Regions from separate parts of the Mus musculus genome. Here regions 1, 2, 3 and 4 are each linked to region 5. The links are chromatin contacts, called in public promoter capture Hi-C maps. All regions are on one chromosome and are shown on one strand. The core of a region is the stretch at or near the end of the contact, and the rest is flanking DNA. Distances in the headings are between cores, read along the strand shown. Region 1 holds the start of Jade3 (jade family PHD finger 3). Region 2 holds the start of Rp2 (retinitis pigmentosa 2 homolog). Region 3 holds the start of Rgn (regucalcin). Region 4 holds the start of Slc9a7 (solute carrier family 9 (sodium/hydrogen exchanger), member 7). Region 5 holds the start of Kdm6a (lysine (K)-specific demethylase 6A).

Region 1 (4,416 bases), core at 877-3,376, 2.3 Mb before region 5:
CCTGTATTAGTTGCTAACTGAAAAAATTGTGAGGAATAATATTGTATTTTAAAGTATTTTAAAGCAACAGTATTGGAATAAGAGCTCTTCTCTAGTGAACAGAGGTGTACAGAACACATGTGAAAGAAAGGTGACAATGATGGTAACTAATGTCGAGAGCTTAATATGAATTGGGCACTCTTCAATTGAATATGAACAGCATCCCCCTCCCAACTTCTGTAATCCTTGACGGGAGAGTTTATCCTCTAATAACTCAAGTATTTGAAGTCAGAGCTCATCTAAAATAAAAAAAGAAAATGTTAGTTATGGAAGTAGAACACTCTTAAGGTTAAACAAAAAAAGAAAAAAATCTATTTTTACTTATCCAGAATCATCAGATAATATGTAAGAGCCACACTATTTAAAGGGTACAAAGGCTAGGCTCTATATTCCTACCATTACAGATGTTATAGAAATATTAAACTAAGTAAAATACAATGCTTTGTTCAAGTGGACTCTGCTGTGCTCTGCTCTCCACCCCCACTCTCCACCCTCCAGGCTGAGGAGAAATGGCTGCAGGCAAGGTATTTAAGAGAAGCACTCTGGGAAAGAAGATTCTGGTTAGGTGCACTAGGCAACGAGGTTGTGCAACCAGTTTCTACCTATTTTGTTTTTCATTACTTTTCAGAGTTTTGAGAGGAGCAGTTATCTTTATCTGACTGAACGCAGGGAATGAGGTCACCTTTTCCTCTAGGACACTGAAATCTCTGTCACCATGGTTTTTATTTCTTATACAATCAAACTGTGGCGGGTGGAGGGTGAGGTTCTCATCCTCAGCCTTACAGTTAAGTGCATCTCACAAGGCGGGGTTGGTCGACCCTTGTGCACATCTTTCCTTGTGACTCAACGCCAGTGGAGTGGTCAAACAAGTTTCTTGTGAAAGCCCTACAAGGTACGTATGTCCTAGGGCTGCAAAGAGATAAACTCTTAAGTGTATCTTCACATGCCACCATTAAGGACACTCACTAAAGAGTCCCCCCCCCCCACACTTTCTTCCCACCCCACTTTCTTCCTTACAAATAATGAACGCTGTTTGCCCTGTGTAATTTAAAGCCCAATTCCACCAAAACTCTGCTCCGAAAAGCAGGAGGAAAAGGCTGGGAGGATTAAAAAAATAAAATAAAATAAAATCGATGTGGCTCCCTCAGAGGAGCTGGAGAAAAGTTAACAACTATGCCCGGTGGCAGAAAAATCTCCCCTTAATTGGCATATCCCTGGCGATTTTCCCACCCCTAGACCTCAGGGCGATTGCGGGCTTCGAACACTCACTGCGTCCTAACAATGACTGGAGAAAGGAAAGTTCGAGGACGGAAGGGCACCCGCACTCCCACTAGGTTGGCATTTCAGCTCTCAGAGTGCCTGGTTGCTCCCCACACTGCCCGTCTTGCCCTCTCCGGACCCTCAGTATCTTCCCGCTCCGCAAGGCTCAAACAGCCAGGGTGCGCCCTCTCGCTGCTCGGACCCGGCAGCCACAGGCAGCAGAAAGAGCATGCCCTCTAGCCCCGAGGTCTGGCCCCAAGAGTCCCTGATAGCACAGGACAAGCACGGAAAGGGGCACCCGGAGGGGACTCCGAAGGGAACGGCCGCCACAGTTATGGCGCTCAACGCCTCCGGAGGTGTCCGGGAGGCTGTAGCCCAGCTCGTGTGTCCGTGTCCGCGCGCCCCCCCCCAACCCCCCGCCCGGGCCACCGGGCACAGCGCGCCACCAGCAGCGGGGCGACTGGGCACTTTACCTCAGCCCACACACGCTCTGTGTTCCGGGGCTCTCGGGGGGACCCCGGGGCAACCGCTACGTGGAGCTGGAGCGACCCCGAGGGTGGCAAGGCCGGGACCCCAAGCTCCACGCCGCTCGCGTCCCACTCCTCGAGGCCGCCACTCCCGCCACTAAACCCGCACTACGCCCACAACCTCGCTGGTGCCGAGGCCACCCTCGAGAGCGCCTACCTCCGGCGCAGCGTCTCGCTCCGCTCCTTCCTCGCCGCACACTGAGGGCCCCCTCAACGTGCCGGGCGAGTCTGGCTAGGGTGGTAACCGCCCCCTAGCCGCCTGCTTTCTTCTCTTCCCTCCCTCGCACCTGCCCCCTAATCTCACCCCGCCCTCCTGGCCGGGCCTTCCGAGGAGCCGAGGGGGCCGCCCCCTAGCGCTCTGCTCCCGCCCCCGGCCCTGGCCGCCTGGCCCTTCAGGCCTCAGCTCTGGACAGGCTGCTGGGCGGCGGCGGCAGCCGAGGCGGCGCGGAGCACTATTGTATTCCTGACACTGTGCGCTCCCACGCTCCGCCTCTTCCCTTTCCTTCCTCATCACTGCAACTCCCCGCCCCACCCCCCCCCACCTCCCCCCACCCCCGCCGGCTGCGCTCGCCCTACCCGGCTGACTCCCCGCCGTCTGCTCGCCGCGCGATCTTCTGGCGGGCTGGGCGCCGTCACGAGCGCCACCGGCTTCGAGGCTCCACCCACCTCAAGCTCCCGCACGCGCGGCGCGGCGCTTCAGGTGGGTTCTCCTCCCCTCCTGCTGCGCGCGCTGCTGCCCTGAGGCGTCCCAGCCCTGCTAGGCGCTTGGGCCAGCGAGGTGCACTGGCTCCTGCTCCGGCAAAGTCCAGCCTGAGCTTTCCCACCCTCCTGACTCGATTGTAAAGTTCTACGAGTGCAATTCGTCCCTAAACTCTAAGACGACCATTATTTCTGACGTTTAGACTTGAAGCATGGATAAATAATAAAAGCCAGGAGGCAATTGACAACACATTAATCCAGTTGTGAGCAAAAATGCTTTATGATGGGGTGGGACTTCTTGATTTCTTTTTCTTTTTTTCTGATGTCGACTTAGCCTACAGCTCCCAGTTATTCAAACCCTCGTCCAGGTGTTCCTGGGGAGATATTTTGGTACTATAATTAAAGATCGGTTGACTTAAAAGTAGGGGTCGCCGTCTTGGATAGTTTAGGTAGGCCTATCAGAATTATTTGGAAAAAAAACTTTAAACTAGGGCTGAGACAGACAGAGAGGGTTGGATAGAGAATGTAAAACTGGTGTACAGAGCGAGTTCCACTACAGCCAGGGTTATACAGAGAAACACAAACAAACAAGAAAAAGTTCACCATGAATGCCTGCTTTGGTCTATTCTATGCCCCTGCGTTCCAGCTCCCTGGTCATCTGCCCTGCAACTTTTTGTTTTGCTTAGCCATTGTCACAATTATGGAAGACAATAGCGTCAAATAAATAAGGGAGACATGATGTATAGTAGTAATATATAAAACAAGTGTACATAATTTACTACTGGTTCCTGGACCTTTGAAATACAGATGCTTGAAAACAACTTTTTTTAATTTACCTTGCTAGAATTGAAAATGCATCATTCACAATTATGATGAATTAATATAGTTATTTTCACTTATATTTCTAGGTTTAAACAGAAATGTGAGCTCTTGTATTTTGTCTGTTTTTCATATTGTAGATATGATTCTACTTTATTTTATGTAAGTCTATGAGTGGTAAAATATTTAGTCCACAATTACTGTTACAGTTGAATTATTTAAAAATAAAAATTCATGTGGGCAGTGGTGGCACACGCCTTTAATCCCAGCACTTGGGAGGCAGAGGCAGGCAGATTTCTGAGTTCGAGGCCAGCCTGGTCTACAGAGTGAGTTCCAGGACAGCCAGGGCTACACAGAGAAACCCTATCTCAGAAAACCAAAAAATAAAACAATAAAAAAAATAATAAAAATTCCACAGTCATAAAAATTCAAAGGGGTCCCATGCATCTTTCTAAGTACTTCTCAAGTTTTCTCCCAATAGTAACCTTATATAACTATATCAAAACCAAGATAGTGGCACTTGTCCAATCTGAAAAGCTCATTCAAATTTCATCAACTTCACAAGCATCCATTTCTGAGTCTGAATATATAAGTTCTACACAATTGTATCACCTGTGAGTTTCCTATGACCAACACAACAGCTCAAAGATTCCCCCTGGTACCCTTTATTAACATTCACATTTTAAGAGTTTGTCCATTGAAGGATATTTGGGCTGTTTACAACAAACTTTGCCTCCTAGGCCATGGAGATAGCTCAGTAGGTAAAAGCACTAGCAACCAAGCCTGATGACTTGATTTTGGTCCCTTAAGTTTGGAAAGAAAGAAATGAGTCTTGAAAACTGTCCACATAGGTCACACGCAGACACAGACAGACACACACACACACAGACACACACACACACATGTACGGGCACCTTTTTGGTGATATGTCTGCTCATGTTTTTTGGACATTTTCTAATTGGATTATTTCTTACTATTAAATTTGAAGATTATAATAAACAAGTCCTCAGTATGTAAATAATCAGAAAATGGATTTCCCATACACAGCTATCTTTTCATTTATTTGACAAGA
Region 2 (4,773 bases), core at 1,078-3,577, 2.2 Mb before region 5:
GTACTTTAACTTAGATAAAGAGCACAAGAAAAAGAGATCACAAAACACATTCATATGAAAGATCCCAACTATCAGGGTGTGGTAGCCCAGCCCATAATCTCAGTACTCAGTATGCTCAGGCAGGTAGATTGCCTGAAATCCAAGGCCAGCCTAAGCTACATACCGTTTAACAGGCTAGCCAGAAGTACATATCAAAACATTGTCTCTAGCATAAGTTGGTGATGCATGCTTACAATTCAAGCAATCAAGAGATGGAGGCAGGGGAATCAGATAGATACTCAGGGCTATGCAGAGTTACATGAGACCTTGTCTCAAAATATAACAAAAAAGATCCTGTTGCAAAAATAACATAATAGCAAGACCAGAAGACCCCAATTAATCAGAACTTTGTAAGTAGAAGTTAGCAGAAAGACAATTATTATGGAACAGTGAACCACAGCCAACCAAGACTACTGAAAAGAAAAGCACACTTTTACTTTTAGCCTGACACTTCTAAACAAAATAAGACAAACAAAAACTCTCTCTGCAGCAGGAAGTTCAAGTTTAAAGAGCATTGTTTAGCTAGGGATGCCACTCAGTGGTAGAATGCTTGCCTAGCATGGCTCAATACCCAGCGCTGGGGAGAAAAAATTTAAACAGCATTATTAGAAATCCCAAGGCTGTTGAAAATGAATACTTCAAAATCCTCCTACCAAATGATTTTGATGGGTACAATCTTCATATAAGACAGAAAATACAACACTTTCCTACATGACAAAATACTGCTATATAAGAGGAACAAAAGGCCACATGGCCTAAGAAAGGTTTCAGAGTCAAAGGCAAAAAGCTGAGCCTGAGAATTCAGCTTCCATTTGTTAAAAGCCAACATTTTGAAAATGTCATTTATATGAATGCCTAAATTCTGCTGGGGATTTGAAATGATGCAGGATGATTTGTCATACCAAACAAGGATGCAGGATGACTGGTTATAACAAAACAAGACTTTAGTACTTCTGGTCAAAGTTGTTGCATTAAGCAATAGTTAACTGTTCATGACACCCATTTAAAAGAACAAGCGTTCTTATTTTGTTTGAGAAACTATAATAATTGATGTCTATTAAGTGTTTTACAAAGCAACTACACTAAGAAGAAAAGAAGAACTTTGTAGAAAGAGGAACCATTGTGAAATGTATGCCTAAGTAAGTGTGTTTTGTGCAAGATTAGGAGACTTTTTCAAACCTTTTGAGATATATATATATATATATATATATATATATATATATATATATATATATATATATATATATATATATATATATATATATATATACACACACACATATGTATATATGTGTGTGTGTATGTGTGTGTGTACATATATATATATATGGCATTTTCGTTCATATAAAGCTGCAATAATAAACTACTTCCTGGTTTGTGTTGGGTACTTTCACCTTACACAATACACTCCAAGACTGCCTCAATTTTCATTATTCTTTTCTGATAAATGGAAGACGAGAATAAAGGTAGACATGAAACAGTCCATTTAATAACTGAGTAACACCAAGAGGCACCAAAAGCGATTTTCAGAGGAGAGCAGACAAAAGAGTAACAGCTTGGGAATACAAACCGCAGAAAAGATGAGAACCAGTCTTGCGTGTGTAATTCGACCACTGGACCAAACCCCTTTGGCCAACGCTGGTGAAATGAGCTGATTGGAGATTCAGCACCTTCCTGGCTCTTTCCCTCCCTGGAGTCCTTTCTAGAATCCGGAGTCGGGGTGCAGAGCCTACAGAGAGGCCCTGGGAGTCTAGTTAGGCTGACCACTAACTCTATGCCTCCTTTGGGCCCTTCACATCCCGCCCCCAAAGTCGTGCGACTTCAGCTGCCTGTGCGCGCCAGTGAAAGCCAGTTGTGGGCCACCCGCCAAACTGCCCGCTTTCATCTGCTGCAAAGGGCAGCCGAGGAGGGCCCAAAGCAAGGGATCCCCAAAACATCACCTTCTCCCGCTGGTCCCAGCTGTACAGCTTGGGCTGCTCCTCCTCTCCCTCAGCCTTTTCACTCTTCCTCCTCTTAGTGAAGCAGCAGCCCATGGTGCGGCCTAAGGGTCTTGGTAGTGGACCCCACTCGCTCAGACACCTTTCAGAGGGTGGCGGGAAGCCAGGGTGACTCGGCCAACAGCTCCCCGGACACCGCCCAGGGGAGCAGCCCCGCCGCCAGGAACCCTCAGCACTCCCGCCAGGCCCAACACCCTTCTCCGCCCAACCCCCTAGGTCTCCGTGACGACCTATGGCAACCAATAAGCGGGCAGCAGCCTCTGAGCCAATCAATGCCTCGCAAGCTGCTCTGCTCCTATGAGCTCAGGCCAAAGTATTCATTCACCAATCCTACGTCAGCGGGGGGCTGGCCAGCTCAGGTGCTCTCACCGAGGGCCCCGTCCCCAGGTCGGTCCTACTCCACCCCCAGCTTCTCCCCTCTAGTGAACTAGGCTGGGCTAGCTGGCTGCTGTTTGATTGGGCTGAGTACCTTTTCCTGACCCGGTGCTCAAATTTCGAAAGTTTCCAAAATTTAAGCTCTGGAGGGGATGCCATACAGAGTAGTGGACTTGTTTTATGACAAAAATTGCTAGGGAAAAAAATCTTGCTGATTTTGTAAAACAAATTTGTGTCCTTCACTCCTCCCTTTCAGTACCTTTCTAGGGAACCCACAAGCTTCTGGTCGAACTGTTCATGTCTGGTGTCTGTAGAGGTCAGGAGAGGGCTCAAATCTCCTGGTTACTAATAGTTGTAAGCCATCAAGCAAGTGCTAGGGAGCGAACCTGGATCCTCTGCAAGAGGAGCAAATGATCTTAAACACTGAGCCATCTCTCCAATCCTTTGAGGGATGTCTAAAAGCTTCCACTTATCTCTCCAAAATTGGACAAGTATTTAGGATAAAAACCTAGTATTGTCTCCTTACTAGAACAGTGAATCTGGGAGCAAAAGGATATTACAAAAAGGCATGTACCTTTGAATCTCTCAGCTTATGCATCCAATGACAGAAGCACATATAACCTTTTTCCAATCTCTTCCAAAAGACAGTAGTCCAACTATAGAGGGTAAGAGAGGCATGTTGACTCACCACAAAGGAGCTTTAGGAACTCAAGCAGTGCAAAGTCTAATAGAGGATATAAACCCTATCATATAAACAACCTGATCTGTTCAAAGCAAATGGTACAAAGTTCGCGTGAAAACATAAAAATATACACAATCATTAACATTTGTTGTATTTGGGTGGACTTTGAGTACAATGCCCATGTATTGCTTTCATAATAAGTTGATTTCTCTGAGATACAGTATTAAAACATCATGATAAGACATCAAATGCAGACTAGCACTTTCAAATTTGTTTATCTTTTTACTTGACCATACCTATCACATTTAATGTAGATTCTAAAAGAGCCTCTGACTCAATTTGGGCATTAAGATTGTTCCTCCTTTCACTTCCTGCCCTTTTTGTACAACCAGGAAGAAGGGTACAGTGCTTAAGAATTATAAATGACCTGAAAGTTAAGCTCCAGGTCTTGGACAATAAAAGCTGTGCATTACTGCCTTTTTCTTCAGTCAGATCAAAGTTCTATGTGAGGATAGTTTTGTATTAGAGCCCTGCTGCTAATTTATATTCATAGAATAGCAAAAGTTTGATCACTGCAGAGTGCAGAATAAGAAGCTGAAATCCAGGGATGAATCTGTGGTCACAATGAATGGAATTGAGCAAGAACTAGAAAAATTCAGATCCTCTGTCCCTCATGGATCATGTTCTTCATAAAGACACAACTCAATAAAACTAATTTTAGAGAAAGAATTTCTAAAACTCATTGCTTTGAGCACACCCTTTTAAAATTATTTGTTTATTTTATGTATGTGTGTACACTGTCACTCTCTTCAGACACAGCAGAAAAGGGCATCAGAGCCCATTACAGATGGTTGTGAACCACCATGTGGTTGCTGGGAATTGAGCTCAGGACCTCTGGGAGAGCAGCCAGTGCTCTTAACTGCTGATCCATCTCTCCAGCCCTAACTCATTGCTTTGAAACACATGCTCTTGAGAAACTCAAATCTGAAACAAAATCTAGATCAACCTGTAATTAGTTTTTAGAGATCCTCAAATAAAACTGAAGGCACTTGGTTAACTCTCATCTCACTGTCAGTCTAATCCCAAATCAAATTAAATCAAAATTAAATTGAAATCATACAAATTATAGCTGGGTGTGGCAATATATTCTCAGCATTTGAGAGTTAGAAGCAGAATGGAGTTCAAGACTGGCCTGGGCTACTTGAGACACTGTCTCTTCTTTCCATATAGCCCCCACCAACCCAAGAACAACCAGGATTAAAAAGCTAATACACAAAGATTAGTGATCTGTTTTGCTCTCTTGCTCTTTTTTCTTCTTCTTCAGAGGTGCTAGGGATTAAACTAAAGCCTTGCACATGTTATACCTACTAGGCAGGTGCTATACCACCAACATAAATCGTGAATACCTCCCTGTGCCTTTACAAAGTACTTTAAATTTTGAGAAAGGGTCTGGCTAAGTTGCCCATTAACCCAGACAGGCATTAAACTGAGTCCCCTGTTTTTGCCTCTCAAGTAGCTGGGATTAAAAGTCACCAGGCCTATGTCTCTCTGTCTTTATCTGTCTCTCTGTCTGACTCTGTCTCTGTCTCTGTCTCTGCCTTCTCCATGTCTCTCTTTAGTTCCTTCCACCATAAATTCCCATGACTTTTTTTGGCAAGCCAGCTCTGTCCTTACTAATCA
Region 3 (5,007 bases), core at 890-3,389, 2.4 Mb before region 5:
AGCACCCCATGAATGCTAAATTCTCTTAGCACAAAGCCCTGCTCAGAAGTTGATGCAAGCCTTTCAGAGCCCTGGGAATATGCAAGACCCTATAAAGGACCTTTTTAAACAAGGATCCTAACTATGGCCTGAGATATCTCCTGATAGCTTAGCCTCTTGAACTCCTGCTAACACACAAACCCTTTTTATGAGTGGGAAGCTTTGCAGATTAGGGGTAGGAATTTTGTGAATGCTGGGAATGAGGGACCAGGGAAGGAAGAGGCTAAACATTTTCTTTGGAGCTATAAACACATTGATAGGTAAATTAGATGCTGCTCCTAGTAGCATTTGAGAAGTGGAAGCAAGAATCTGTGAGTTCTACATCAACCTTGGTAACTACATAGCAAGTACTTGCCTTATAAAGAAAACAGATGACCAGAGTTCCTTCCTCAAAATTCATAGTGGAAGAAAGACTCCTAAAAGTTGTCCTCTGACTTCTACACATGGTGAAAAGAGTAAACTCCTGCTAGTTGTCCTCCGACTTCAACATATGTGCCATAGGACCAGTACTTCCCACACAGACAAAATCACTTTTTTTTTTTTAAGCTACGTTTAGTCTGGGAATGGAATTAGTGGTATGTACAAACTTCTGGATTCAATCCCCAACACCAGGAAAAAACAAGCTTTAAGTTGTCAGTTGGATTCATGGGAAGATACCAGAAACCAGAAATTCCTGTAATTTGGGGAAAATCCTGGTATCTCTTCCCATGAATCCAATAATAAAACCAGAAACTTGTTTGTCTACTGGTAATCACACCCAGCCTATTGCTTTGAGCCATAAAAAAGCCCTAGAAACTCCTTATCTTAAACCACAAAGCTCTCTTGGGAGTCCTGTCAGGAATACCACAGTTGTGCAGTCCTGGTTGATGCTTTTGAAGCCTAAGAATTCTTTTTCACAAAGAAGTGAGTGATAGATACATCTTACATCCGTTGTTGGTTTTTGTTTTAAAATGGTGATTTTGGCCTAACCAGGGTAGATGGCTTTTGCTGTGCTATTAATGGAGTCTTCCATTCTGGATGCTATCATCGGAAGTCAATCAGGAAAGAAACACTATAATACCTAAGCATCAAAACAATAATGTGGCACAATGAGCATGAGTTTGCCTGAGGCCTAGCATCACAAACCAAAACAAAGAAAGCTAGGAACGTTATCACCCATACAAGAGGATGAGAAAAGCATGGAAGAGCCATCACTTCCAATTTGAGTTCAAGTGAATCACACATGGAATCACAGACACAGCCAACATGGTTTCAAAGCATTTTCAGTTGGGCTTTAACCAGAAAGATCCAGGACAATGACAAGCAGGGTGATATTAGCCCCTGCACTGGGAAAAGATGGCTCACTGCAAGGAAAGCAGCTCAGTTTTCATACTTACCCACAGCAACTCGCTGCACTTGATTGCTGACCGTATCCCATCGACAAATAATCTTTGAAGGGATATCTACAAACAGTAGCGACTGTGACGCTTCCTCCCATACAGGAGACTCCCCACACCTGTAGTTCTCCCGTAAAACACATTCAACTTTGATGGAAGACATGGTCACAGGAAAAGGACTGAAAGAAACAGAAAAAAGGCAATGCAGTTGAATGGAGCAAATTTAGTAGAGATGGCAGGCACATCGTGAGGTGTGGCTCTGTGCGGGTATAGTTTTCACAAATCACAGGTTAGCAGCAATCCTGCATTGAACGGTTCTATCTGCACTATGTTTTCAACATCTTAGACAGTATTTAAAACTTTGAGCAATAAAGGATTTTTTTTTAAGTTAAGGAACACTCAGTAGCATTTCTGTACACTGTAAATTCTGACTTTTATATGCACTGAGAAGTCAAAAATGTTACTTGTTTTATTATAAGATTAATTTTATCACAGCCATCTGGGAACAAATGGAAAGCTCCCTTAGGTATGCCAGTATTGGATCAAAATAGACAAGTGGATGTAGTTCCTCAACTCCCAATCGGAGCAAGGTGTACAGCAAGACAGGAGGTGATTGTAGGAAGAAGGAGCTAATAAGACATGACATGAAACGTCTTCAGTCAACTTACCAGTGAAGTTTTTTTTTTTCAAGATACCTTTAAAATAGTAGACAAAGGAAAAACTCCACTATCCACACCTGGGCTGTAATGACTCCTGGCACGCTTGCTAGCCAGTGCTTTTTATGGCAGCACTCTGACCTCCAAGGGGTGGGCAGCTCCCTCATTGGTGGCCCCTCTGGGTGTCTGCAGGTTACCTTTTCATGCTGCCACCTCTCCCTCATTCATTGATGCTATTGATTTCCCTGGGGGGGGGCGGGGGGGGGGAGCAGCCAGTTTTAGGAATGTGTACATCAGTGATAATATACTGAATTAAGTTAACAGCCAGAGGCTTGGTATATGGCTGAGGTATGTAGCCTGTTCCAGGCCCTGGGATGAAGAGCTGGCACTGTCCCTATCTCCAACCCCAACTCATGTTCATTTTCAATTCAGATAATGGCAGGTATGAGGGGCATTTTCCCCTGGGATGTATACAGTTGCTTGCTTGTTTTGTACTGGTAGTTCTGGGATAGAACTAGGACCTTGAATGTATTCTGCTACAGAGCTATGCCTCCAGCTCCACTGGAATAGATGAACTCACAGCCCCCTTAGTTGTATCTTGCTTCCTTGCATGAGGCCAGTTTGGCAGGGAGCCTTGAACCCCACAGGCAAAGAACATTCTATGCTTGGACTTTAGGCCAAAGACCAGTGAACTGGGAGAAAGAAGAGAAGAGAAGAGAAAAACTATCAGGAAAAAAAAAAGAGAGAGAGATCAGTCAAGAATTCTCCCTTGAAGGGGAAGGAACTTTGCAGTCTACCCCAGTAGACATTAGCTGATGGAAATTGCCAGCACCTTCAACGGTTCCCCCAGGGGGTCTTACTGCTTTGAACTAGGCAGTCCTACACATGGGTGGGCAAATGAATCCAAGGAGGAGGGGGAGGAAAATAACTTGTGGTTTAATGTTTCCTTGAATAAACTGCATGTTTTTGGGAATATAGCTCAGAACTGTCTCAAATTATTAACTACCAGCGCTGTAGCATTTGCCATTTTCATTGGCTGTTAAAAATTGGCCCAGGCTCCAAAGGGCTTTCATGCTATCAATCGTAGATAAGCCCCAAGATCAGATGTTGGAGTTTTGCAATAGCTTAACCCCACAGTTTGTCTTGCAAGCGATGTGTGTGGAGGGGTGGGGGCAGTGCTGCCAAAGGACCTGTTTCTACCAGGAATTCTGGCTGCAAACTGGTGGCTTGGGCGGGGCGGGGTGGGGGGGAAGGGTGGTGATAGAGGACTGATAATCAGGGGTCCGCGCTGCAAGTGAAGTACCTGTACCAAAAGGGTAACACTGCTGCAGCCTCCAGGGGCAGGGGACAGTGACAACAATGGCCGAACTCTGGGAAGCTAAACTCCCGCTGCCTTGCTCCTGCCACGGGGCTCACTGGCTACTCACAGAGCAGTCTCAGCGCCGGATTGGGGTGAACAAATCTAGCTTCCCAGGGGCCTTCGCCCAAATCTAGCTTCTTCATCTTACCCACCAAGACGGTCCTGTCCCGGTTATTCACAGGGCTAGTGACAGTGCAGTGGATTCAAAGGCTAGGCAGAGAACCTTGGGAAGGGAAAAAACTCCCCAGGGACACGGAGGCGAGGCAGATAGGTAGCCGCGGGCCCGGGGACTGGCAGAGACTAGCGATCCTGAGGGCTCACCCTTCTCCCTACGGGTGCCCACGCTGTCCTTTCATTTTTCAGCAACTGGTAACTGGAAGTACCCAGCTAAATCCACCCCAGACAGGCGTGAGAAGCTGCAGGAGTAAAGCAAATGTAAGCTTTGGGTTTGGACAGCTTTCTTTAGATAATCAATCTCTTAGTTCAGCAAACAGAAAGAAATTGTTAAAATGCCTAAGGGATTGGGACAGGGATCTTGTTAAACACAAATAGGTTAAAAAGGAAAGAACAAAGCGGTTAAACAAAGCCTTCCTCTCCCTAGCTGGGAAGACCTTGGTGGCAGCAGGCCAACGCTTGCAAAATACTTTTGGAAGGGGAAGAAAAATGCCTTTATTTGATTTGGTTTAAAAATCACATGGAATAAACGATTCTAAATGACATAGCCAAACATAGCTACACTCTCAATAGTACAGTGCTCACCTGGTGTGTCTGGACGTCTCAAAGGCACTTGAGGTGTTCTTTTCCCTTTATTTTATAGGGCTCGGTGAAACTCAGAGCCAATCACCTCCAGGTGCTCTACCACTGACTCACTCCCCTAGCACCTAAGACATTATTTCTTGGCAGTTTCATTATGCAGTCCATGCTGGCCTTGAATTCATAGTACTTCTTTTGTCATCTGGAATTACAGACCTACATCATCAACCCAAATCAAAACTCAGCCCTACCCCCTCTCTTTATTCTTTTGAGACAGTCTCAAGTAGCCTGCAATGGCTTTAATTTAGTTATATAGCTGAGAATAGCCTTGAGTCCTCTGCCCCATTTTTTTCTTTTTCTTTTTAAAAACCTATTTACTCATTTTAATGTGTGTGAGGGCTTTGCTTGCATGTATATAAGTGCACTGCATGCATGCATACCTGATGTAAATATAACTTTTATTATTTGATGTAATTGTCATCTCTGAGGTTTACTTCGTCAGACTGCTAACTGCCTAGTCCTGTAAGCTTCTAGCCTCTGTACAGTATTATCAAGGCCTAGAATGTTTTCAGTCTCTGAGATTAAATAAGCTCACCATTTCTACTTATTTCTGATCTCTGGCTGGCTGGTTTAACTCAGCTGTTCTGGGTTAAAACTCCTCGCCAAGCTAACTGATTCAATCTGGCTTCTCTCTTGGCCTCTCCTGAATTGCTCTGCTTGGCCTCATACTAACTTTGCCGTTCTGTTCTAACCTTCTGGCTTCTTCTCCTTCTCTGGCTCATTCAACATGTCTTTGTAAAACTTTCCTGGTAAAACTGCCCCC
Region 4 (4,584 bases), core at 1,620-4,119, 2.1 Mb before region 5:
TTTGAGGTGATTCCACATCTTCTTCACCTTAGAATTGGTGTCTATTAATTGCCCTTTCCCATATGATTTGGGAGTTTCATGTTTTTTTTAGGTGCTGAAAAATTTAGCTTAGATTTTTAGACATTTGCTGTGTGGTGCATGCCTTTAATCCCAGCATTTGAGAGGCAGAGACAGGAAGATCTCTGAGTTTGAGGCCAGCCTGGTCTACAGAGTGAGTTCCAAGACAAACCCTGTCTCCAAAAAACAAAACAAAAAAGTTGAATATTTAAAGTTTTATGTTATATTTTCATTTTTGTTTTAACTTGTAATCAAAATGGTTTTGTTTAGACCACAAATTCTGACTTGCACTTTGTGGATTGCACTGCCAAAGCTAACTACATTTTTGAAAATTATGCAAAACTATATGTTTTATATTTTTATTTGTTCATTTGGTTTTTGACTCAGTGTCTTGTTGAATATCCCAGCATGACCTGAACTTGCTATATAACCCAGGCAAGTCTTAATCTCAGTATATTCCTGCCTCTGTCCCCTAAGTACTGGGATCATACACACAATTTTACCAGCATTCAGGTTAGAGTGAATTTAGGAATTCCCAAACAACTTTTCCTTTGAGCTTCTCTTCCACAGTCTCTCTGGTAATTTGAAGTCCCTGGGGTTTATTAGAGAAAAATAGAAGTCTTGATTAGAAGTCTGCTATTAACTTCTTTTAACTTTGTCTCCAAGCAGCAGGAGTGGAGACAAATGAAGAGGGAGGGAAGGAGGAAGCGGGTAGGACAGGGAGAGAGAGAGAGAGAGAGAGAGAGAGAGAGAGAGAGAGAGAGAGATATGAAGCTTTGGGGAATGGCATCCACTGTCTTGGACCAAAGTCCCTCTAACCAGAGGGGAAGATTGTCCCCACTCCTGGCAGTCTGACTGCTTCCATCACTGTGCAGCTGCCACAGTGTACAAGATCACAAAGGAAGAAATCAAATGGCATTTCTTCTATGTTCTCTGAGCATTAGGAGACCTATTTCCTCCTCTTTCTGGAGCTCTCTTTGTCTATATCAATTCACCCTTCTAGGTTGGCTTGAGTCTATTTTGGTGAAGACTGGAAGAAAAAATGAATGGTGAATTCACTGCTAATCCTGATTTGCTTTAGTTCTGCTGTTCTTCATGAAGTGAGCCGTCACCATTTTCTTTTCAGAATATTTAATGGCCTCTCTATGTAGTTTGCTCACGTTTGTTTTGGGATGGTCAGGTAAATCTTGTTATGTTGCCCAGGCTAACCTTGAACTCCCTAATTCAATTCCTCTCACCTCAGCCTCTGGAGTAGCTGTGATTATAGGCATAGAGACACCATACCTGGGGAAAATCAGTTGAGTGGATTAGTCTGTGTTAATTGGAATCAGAACCTTTGGGTTGCATAAGATAGTTTGCAAATATAACTATGTGTGGATAACAGTGTGTTTTCTTCGGTATATATTTATGAATAGGTGGGTGAGACTTTTCATGCTCTTCCCAAGTCAACTACTTTATGTGAGAATTAGTCTTCTGGTTGTCTGCTGTTAGAAGAAACCATTTTCAAATAGCATGGTCAATTAAAATAGGTCCAAATATTTCATTATCTCAGTTTGAGGCATGAACTATGCACAGTGAGGTGGTTCTTGTTTGCAGTGTCTCATATATTTGTGGAGGAGTAGCAAAAGATCCTGGCTAAAATCAAGATGAAGAGATTCCATGGTGTGAAGAAGGTACTATGCAGTTTTGTCTAAATGTTCACCTAGAGAGGATGTAGGTATGTTCTGAAGAGTTTCCCTGTGTCCTTCAGTGAATTCTCCTGACTGTAAAAACTCCTCTGGCCAAAAAAGCATGGGCAGTTGGTAGGGATCTCAGAGAGAGATTCAGCAAATAGAATGCTCAACATCAGGAGGTGACTGATCATATTAAGCTTTCTTTTCTTCCTTGACTTGAGAAACAAGGTGGTTGCTCTAGTTAGTCTAGAGAATAACTATTCTAGTTATTAGAATTTCTTCCAAAAGCTTTTGTCTTCTGAAGACCTTGTCCTAATTCGGAGCTGGGCTTGATCCTAAAAGCTTAACTAAAGCCCCCCCCCCCTTGTTTTCAAAGTTAACAGGAAGACAGCATTAAAAGGGTACCCTTGGTACACCATCTGCAGCTCTTCTACACAAAATGGCAAGAGTCTTTAGTTCTCTCTAATTCAACCCTCTTTCCCCAAGGGGATTAGTTGCAATCTAGATGCTGGAGGTATTTATTTCATGGCTCTCACGAATTGCCCTTACAACCCTGAAGCTGACTTGAACACAGTTTATTTGAATAATGCCTAAAAGACTCTGGGGAGTTCTGAAACTCTGGATACAGCCCGAAAGGTGAGAAAAATTGAAGTAGGTGGTGTGTATGTGTGTGTGTGTGTGTGCGCGCGCGTCCGTGTGTATAGACAGTGACATGACTTTGTAACTCCTGGGTACCCCCACTTTACTGGGCTCAGAGAGGCCACAGACCCCTGTGACTTCAAACTCTGAGCGTGGCGCTAAGGACAGGTCTGGAGACCTAGCAATGAATTGATCCAAGTTGATGTCCCTTGCCAGGAGCGAATGACCTCTGCCATCTCTTTTAGGTGACGTGGTAGCTACAACTCAGGAACTGGCTTGCCGACCCCAGACAGTCTGACCAGGTACGCTTGGACACGGCCAGCAGCTCGGTGGCGCAGTGGAAGGGCTAGCCGCCCTCCTGGCAGAGGGAGGATAGAGCTCGCCCCGCCCGGACAGCCAGCCTGGTGGCCTTGCTGCTCCTCTAGGCGGGGGATGAACAGGTGCGCGGGCGGGGGGTGGCGCTTGGGGATCCTGCGCACTGCGCGTGCCCCTCCCCCGCAGCTTGGCGCAGCCCTGGCCAGGCGCGAGCAGCGGGAGGAGGAGCTGCGGCTGTGGCCACCGGGGTAAGTCCGCGGCACCGCTGGAAGCTGCCGACGGCGCGAGCTGGTCCCCGCGTGGAAGAGGCACGGGCGACCCGGAGTCATGGAGCCTAGTGACGCGGCGCGCCCGGGTCCCGGGAGAGCTTTTCGGGGGCTGTCGCCGCGGCTGCTGCTGCTGCCACTGTTGCCTGTGCTGCTGGGTCGGGGGCTGCGGGCTGGGGCCGCGGCCTCCTCTGGGGCGGCGGCTGAGGACAGCAGCGCCATGGAGGAGCTTGCCACCGAGAAGGAGGCGGAGGAGAGCCACCGGCAGGACAGCGTGAGCCTGCTCACCTTCATCCTGCTGCTCACCCTCACCATCCTCACCATCTGGCTTTTCAAGCACCGCCGGGTGCGTTTCCTTCATGAGACCGGGCTGGCCATGATTTATGGTGAGTCCCCTGCTACTGCCACGGCCCAGGTCCCTAGGGCAGCTGGCCGTACTCCTCCCGGTGCCGCGCAGTGCTCCTGCTTCACTTCCAAATGAGTTTCTTCATTTGCGTTTCCCGCTGAGACGCTGTGGGTTTCCAAGGTCAACTGTCTGCATTTTTCTGGCTTTCTGCAACGGTTAAAAAGCATTTTGTGTGTGTGTGTGTGTGTGTGTGTGTGGGGGGGGGGGTGTTCCCGTTTCGACGTTTCTTTACTAGGAACTAAGATGAAAGATACAGAGGTGGCTCCTTGATCCCTTTGCTTCATTTTATCTCGGTTGTGCTGCTCTCCATCAGCATTGATTCCCCACTCCCCGCCCCAGTTTAGATCTGCAAAAGGTATTGGGGGATTTCCCAGGGAGCTGTGCCACCCCAGGGGACAGGCCACAGAGCGTGAGAAAGAGGGCTGAATGTAAATCTTGACTTGGGTTGCTCATGGTGGTCATCGCAGGTTGGTGCCCACTTCTGATGTTTGTGTTCTTTCATTTCTTGTTAATAAAGTGCAATGAGGAATACAGAGAAAGATGAGCGTGGTTTAGGACCCAGACTGATGACACCACAATGTCAGGCCTAACTAGAGACAGGTACCCTTATGTCTCATTGGGAAGTTATGCCTTTTGCAAGTCAAGGGTAGCTCTTATAACCCTAAAATATAACATACATTTCTGAGTTCGTGGAGAGAAAAGTGATGGTTTTAATCTTGGAGTCAGTCCTCTTTTGTTAAGGATGGGCTGATCCCACTATCCTTTCTGGATTTAGTGATTTAGTAGTATACAGCATATTACATGGGCAAGGCTAGGACATGGATAATAACAGCCACAATCTGAGTCATCCTGTTTTCTCTCTGTGTGCCTCCTGTCACCTCCACCCCCAATGGACTCCAAACTAGAGCCAAGCATTCTTTTTAATTTAATTCAGAGATGTTAACTCCCTCAAAGCAGCATCCTATAGTGGAGAGAGAAGGAGGGAGCCAGGGAGGAAGGGAGGGAGGGAGAGAGAGGGAGAGAGGGAGAGAGAGACTGACTGAGACTCTGATGGACTGTTTCACAAGCTAGAGCATGTTACTTCATCACAGTATATACTCCACTCAATTTCTATTCAGGGATCTCTGACAGAGAATGGAAAGCAGGTAGCTTAATCTTTAATGTGGAAATTACTCTTGGTCCTGGGCCTTACAGGTCTTATGGTTCCTGTTTAGTTATTAATAACCAG
Region 5 (4,891 bases), core at 397-2,896:
TTTCTCCTCCCACCCTGTCCCGCCATCTTGGGCGGACAGAAGCAGCCATTACTTAACTAAATGACAGTACCAACAACTTTGCACACAAATAAACAAGAGACTACACCCAGAATCCTCCCCAACTGCTCCTGACAGACTCACAGGAAACCAAGCTCCAGAAAACGCACTCATACAACTGTGGTAGATCTTTGGCAGAAAGATCCAAAAAGTAAACAAATCACCTAACTTCAGGTAAAGCACACACCGATGATGATACAAGTCAATAACCCCATGCAAACTCTTTACGGACCTAAACTACGTGCAACTTCCCCCTTCAGGGAGCAGAGACAAGAAGCCATCCCGAAATGTTTGACTAAAGCAGGCATCAGGAACAGACTGCCTAAAGAGCCTTAATAACCAGGGAAGATAACGAGCGGGGGATTTAAGGAAATCTACAGCTGTTTACGAACTCATGACCCTCCCTAGGCACCTCAGAGATCATCCGCCTAGCCTCCAAGGGCGGTAAAATCGTAGTCAATTTGGAAGCCCCACATGAGCTTGGCCCCAAAAGCGCCACTGCCTCTGTCCTCTGGCTCCAAGAGAAGTGATCTCTCAAGAGAGCAAGCGAGGTATCAGGGGGTGGAGGGGAGCGCAGTAGCAGGAAATAGTTTTCCGGAAGCCCCTCGGCCGTCTTTCGAGGCCACAATGAGTGGTGACCCGGCCCCGGTGCCCCAGGCGAGCGCGCCTCTGGCTCGAGAGACCGCGTCCGCGCTCCGGCCCGCGGTTTGCCTTACCTTGCCCAGCAGGGCCTTCATCCTGGCGCCATCTTCATGAAACCTCACGAACCCGAAAAGGCGGCTGCGGAGAAAGACACACGCCGCTCGTTAGTGCCCCGGCATCGGCGCCGACCCGTCCGTGCCAAAGCCCGAGGCCCGGGCGTCAGCGGAGCCGAGAGCGCCAAGCCGAGGTGCCCGCCCCACGGCCGCCACAGGCTAGCCGCGCTCCGGCCTCCTCGGAGAGTGGCGCCAGCCTGTCCCGAGCCGCCCGGGCGAGTGCCCGCTCCCCGTACCTGTCCAGTCCGCCGAGCGCCTCCCTCTCCTCCGCTGTCAGGCTGGGGGACGCCTCCTCGCTCTCGCCGCTCGCTTTTCCCGCCGCCATTTTCTTTTCCTCATCACCGAAAGCGGCGGCGGCGGCGGCGGCGGCGGCGGTAGCGAGCGACACTCCGCAGGATTTCATGGAAACGCAGCGAATTCACAACTCCAACGCCGACACCCCCCCTCTCCGGGCCGGAGCCCGCAAGGACGCCTCCAATCTCCGCACAAGACCGGCACACCAACTTTATTTCTGCCTCCTCCTCTGCCGCGAGAGGCGGCAGCGAAAAATCCTAACGCGGTAGAGGTGAAGGCAGAGGCAGCAGAGGCTGTGGAACCACTGGGTCCGGAGCGGCGACGGCTCGGCTGTAGGGTCACATCGCGGGGATGGGAAGGGGGCAGCCACAGGCAGGGTCGGCGGGAATGGCCGGAGCGCGCGAGGAGCGGGAGCTCTGGGGGGGATTCGTAGGAGACACAAACTTCCCCGGCACCAGCACAAAGTTGTTGTAATTGTGTCACACAGCGAACCCCACGCCGCTGCCGTGACCCCCCCCTCACAGCCCGCTCGGCGCAGCCAACCAGAGCAGCCCCTCGCCTCACGTGACCTTTGTTGACTCGCGTCAGTCGTGGCTCCACTTAACTTGCTAGCTGCTTTAGCCCCGCCCACCGAGGCCGCCACAGATCCGAGAGCGGGATGCTCGCCAGTTCTGGTCGGTGGTTGGCTGATAGGCACGTCTGTCCGGAGTAGGGTTGTCACCCAGTGGGAGCAGCCGGTTAGGTTGTGCTACTTAAATACACAGGCAGAGAATGGAGGGGTCCAGGCTGTGTCCCTTCGGGAGCCGTGGTGGGATCGGGGGGGGGAGGGGAGTGCTCAGTCTGGGCGAGGTCCGGCACCGCCTGTAGCGAGCGCCAACGAGAAAGCCTAGGACAGCCTCTGGCTGCCCGGAAGCCCTAGGGTGGGCCAAGACTGTGATTTCGGTGGTCCTGCTAGCGCTCGCGCACTCCGGGAATATCGATCCCGACAGGGCTGGACACCAGCTGAGTCGCGGGGAGGGAACACTCGGCCCCAGACCTCTGCCCTCGGAAGAAGGCGCACTGCTAGAAATAATAGCCTCCACGAGGAGTGCGCCAGAGGAGCAGCAGCCGGCTTCATACCCTGCAGCCTGGGCGCCGCCCTAGACAAGGCCACGCGAAGCCCCATACCCTTTCAAAAGGGGAAGGGGAAAACGTCTCCCGACCCCCGCCCACTCACCCCAGGCAGGGAGGAATGAAGAGTCAGTCGCCTGCAGGGGGTCTGGCGCGCTGGCTCCCGCACCCCACCGCCAAAGGTCTGTCTGTTGGCAGCACTTTCGGGCCAGATATTCCTGCTGCTTGCATATACCCTACGCCCTAGCAGTAATTCGTTATACTATAAAGAAAAAAACAGAAACAGTGAAATTTGTCGAGGGGGATTTCAGAATGTTGGGTTCTGTTGCTGTCATCTCAGTGGGTACTCCATGGAAGAGTAGGAGCTGTATGTGAACTGGCCTTAGAGAAATAGAATCCTCAACACAGCTTCCTGCCAGCCTTTTTCTGCTTCCACTACATAGGAAACCCTTAGCAGTAACATTTGCTTGTTCTGTCCCTCAGGTACAAATAAGTCTGGTGTTTGACCCATAGTATAATCAGGAGATAGACCAAACTTTCCATCGACTATTTTGAAAAGGCAGATATAATGTGATGTATCTCATCACACCTCCAGTCTTTGGGATAGAAAATATTAGTAAATGGACTATATGAAGAAAAGATCCGTTTATAAACCAAGCTTTATATGTTTTATATAAGTTTACACCTGTAATCAATAGGGTATATTTAAATTTAGATTTCAGAATATATAAGTGCTGAGTCAGTAAATCCTAGCTGTGTTCTTCAATGAGAGACTATAAAAGTCCCAACTAATTTTGCAGACAGACAGAGCTTTAAATTGTTGCCTGGAGACTAGTAACTAGATGAATAAACTAGTTTTGTATGGATTATATTTCGTGTTTAATTACACTTTTACAAAACATGTTCTATGGTGTTCTATTTTACTTGACTGAGTGAGTACCAGAGACTGAATATTTTCTATAGCTAAATTAACATACGAATTGTTAAATGTCACAAATGGTGACCTTCAAAACCTGGGAGATTTTTGGCCCCACTACCACATGGACACTTGCACAAACAGAAATCAAACCTGTCAGTATTTGGCCACGTCCCCAAAGTTACTGGTTCCTGATTTAGTCCCTTTCCAAGAATGATATAAGCAACCCATGTCTGAGTGCCTTCCTGCCCTTTAATAATAAGGTTAGAGTTTTAGAAATAAAGTGATAGGGAGGGGTTGGAGTCTAGCTAGCACAGCTGGGTTCTGATCCTTGTGCAAGCTCTGTGACCTCTAAACCAAAGCTGTTGTTTTTGATGTGGAGTAATTCTAGTTTATTGGGGCACAGGTTTTATGAAACAGGGTATTGCTCTGTAGCCCAGGCTGGCCTCTGTGTTCTCCTGCCTCAGACTCCTCAGTTCTGGGATAATAGACACGTACAATCATGCCTGGCCAAACCAGGCCAACTACAAGGATTTATCCTCCATCAAACATGCAGTGTCCATATAAAATAAGTCTTACATGTCTATGTAATTTTTTTGGCATTTACATAGTTTAGCTGTCAAATGTATGTGAAATAAGCATGGAGCCTTTCTCAGTCACTGTCAAAATTAATGCAATTTTAAATTTATGACATACAAAAATGGAAAAATTTTGTTTTATAATAATTATTACTATGGCAGGGCAGTGGTGGCACATGCCTTTAATGCCAGCACTTGGGAGGCAGAGGCAGGTGGATCTATGAGTTCAAGGCCAGCTTGGACTACAGAGTGAGTTCTAGGACAGCCAGGGCTACACAGGGAAACCGTATGTCAATAATAATAATAATAATAATAATAATAATAACTATGAAAAAAAACCTGGGCTGATTTAGCTCAGTTGGTAGAGTGCTAGGTTGAAGGTCATGCTAGGCTACAAAGAAGGGCATTAAAATGTAGAAGGCAAAGTGATATAAAAATAGGAGCCTGGTTTGTGTTACATCATACAAATCTAATCTCTACCACTTTATGGTGGGGCAACCAACCTTAGTCCCTCAAAATATTTGCCAGATTCCAAAACTGATTCCTGCAAGTTGTCTTCTGACCTTCACAGGCTTACCATGACACAAACACAAGCGCATGTGCACACACACACACACACAAAGTATAAAAGAAACCACTTAATGACATTTTATAGATTAGATGCTATGGTCAGCATGGGTGCTCACACCTTTAATCCCAGCAATCAAGAGGCAGAGGCAGATGGATCTCTGAGTCTGAAGCCAGCTTAGGCTACACAAAGAAACCCTGTCTTGAAAACAAACACAGAGAGATTAGATATTATAAGATAAACAAAGTACTAAATGTGTAATACAGAATTCAAAGTCTTATTAAGACTCAGGGTGTGTTTAGCATACTCAGGGCCTTTCAATCTCCAGCATCAAACAAAAAAATAAATTTTATAATTTTGATATTTGAGATCTTTTCTTGCTTTCACCTATGTGGTCTAAATTGTTTGTTACTACATTACACTAAGAATCACTTCCTCCTAGTTTTCACCCTCCCCATAAGCCCAACCACAAGCAATCCTAATTCATTTTATGTTTAGGTATATATCTACAGCATTGGTATACCTCTCATTTATTCGAAAATGAAAAAAATTACACCAAATCTAGATTTTTTTTTTATGGTTATAACAACACAATAGAAACTGGAGAGCCACC

Evidence for each region. Promoter capture Hi-C pulls out the DNA fragments that hold promoters and counts their contacts.
Region 1: a promoter capture Hi-C map of liver shows a contact between it and region 5, with 7 times the contacts expected there. The contact joins the promoter of Jade3 here to the promoter of Kdm6a in region 5. A contact is called at or near these places in 5 of 39 promoter capture datasets (the 3T3-L1 cell line, cranial neural crest, liver and 2 more) and 1 of 115 datasets of contacts at active chromatin or transcription factors (large pre-B cells).
Region 2: a contact with region 5 is called in a promoter capture Hi-C map of pre-B cells. The contact joins the promoter of Rp2 here to the promoter of Kdm6a in region 5. A contact is called at or near these places in 7 of 39 promoter capture datasets (the 3T3-L1 cell line, cranial neural crest, erythroid cells and 4 more) and 1 of 9 other capture datasets (liver).
Region 3: a contact with region 5 is called in a promoter capture Hi-C map of liver, with 5 times the contacts expected there. The contact joins the promoter of Rgn here to the promoter of Kdm6a in region 5. A contact is called at or near these places in 3 of 39 promoter capture datasets (hippocampal neurons and liver).
Region 4: a promoter capture Hi-C map of pre-B cells shows a contact between it and region 5, with 7 times the contacts expected there. The contact joins the promoter of Slc9a7 here to the promoter of Kdm6a in region 5. A contact is called at or near these places in 4 of 39 promoter capture datasets (cranial neural crest, hippocampal neurons, liver and 1 more).

Annotation. Positions count from the first base shown.
Region 1 is chrX:20,423,398-20,427,813 of GRCm38.p6, reverse strand. Jade3 (jade family PHD finger 3) reads right to left here and starts at 2,126. Exons shown (of 13, transcript NM_199317.2): 1 at 1,984-2,126.
Region 2 is chrX:20,362,035-20,366,807 of GRCm38.p6, reverse strand. Rp2 (retinitis pigmentosa 2 homolog) reads right to left here and starts at 2,327. Exons shown (of 5, transcript NM_133669.5): 1 at 1,980-2,327. The coding sequence starts at 2,072.
Region 3 is chrX:20,546,950-20,551,956 of GRCm38.p6, reverse strand. It overlaps Rgn (regucalcin), which reads right to left and starts at 2,139. Exons shown (of 7, transcript NM_009060.2): 1 at 2,084-2,139; 2 at 1,416-1,594. The coding sequence starts at 1,578.
Region 4 is chrX:20,290,112-20,294,695 of GRCm38.p6, reverse strand. Slc9a7 (solute carrier family 9 (sodium/hydrogen exchanger), member 7) reads left to right here and starts at 2,869. Exons shown (of 17, transcript NM_177353.4): 1 at 2,869-3,336. The coding sequence starts at 3,012.
Region 5 is chrX:18,159,330-18,164,220 of GRCm38.p6, reverse strand. It overlaps Kdm6a (lysine (K)-specific demethylase 6A), which reads right to left and starts at 1,646. Exons shown (of 29, transcript NM_001310444.1): 1 at 1,049-1,646; 2 at 774-837. The coding sequence starts at 1,215.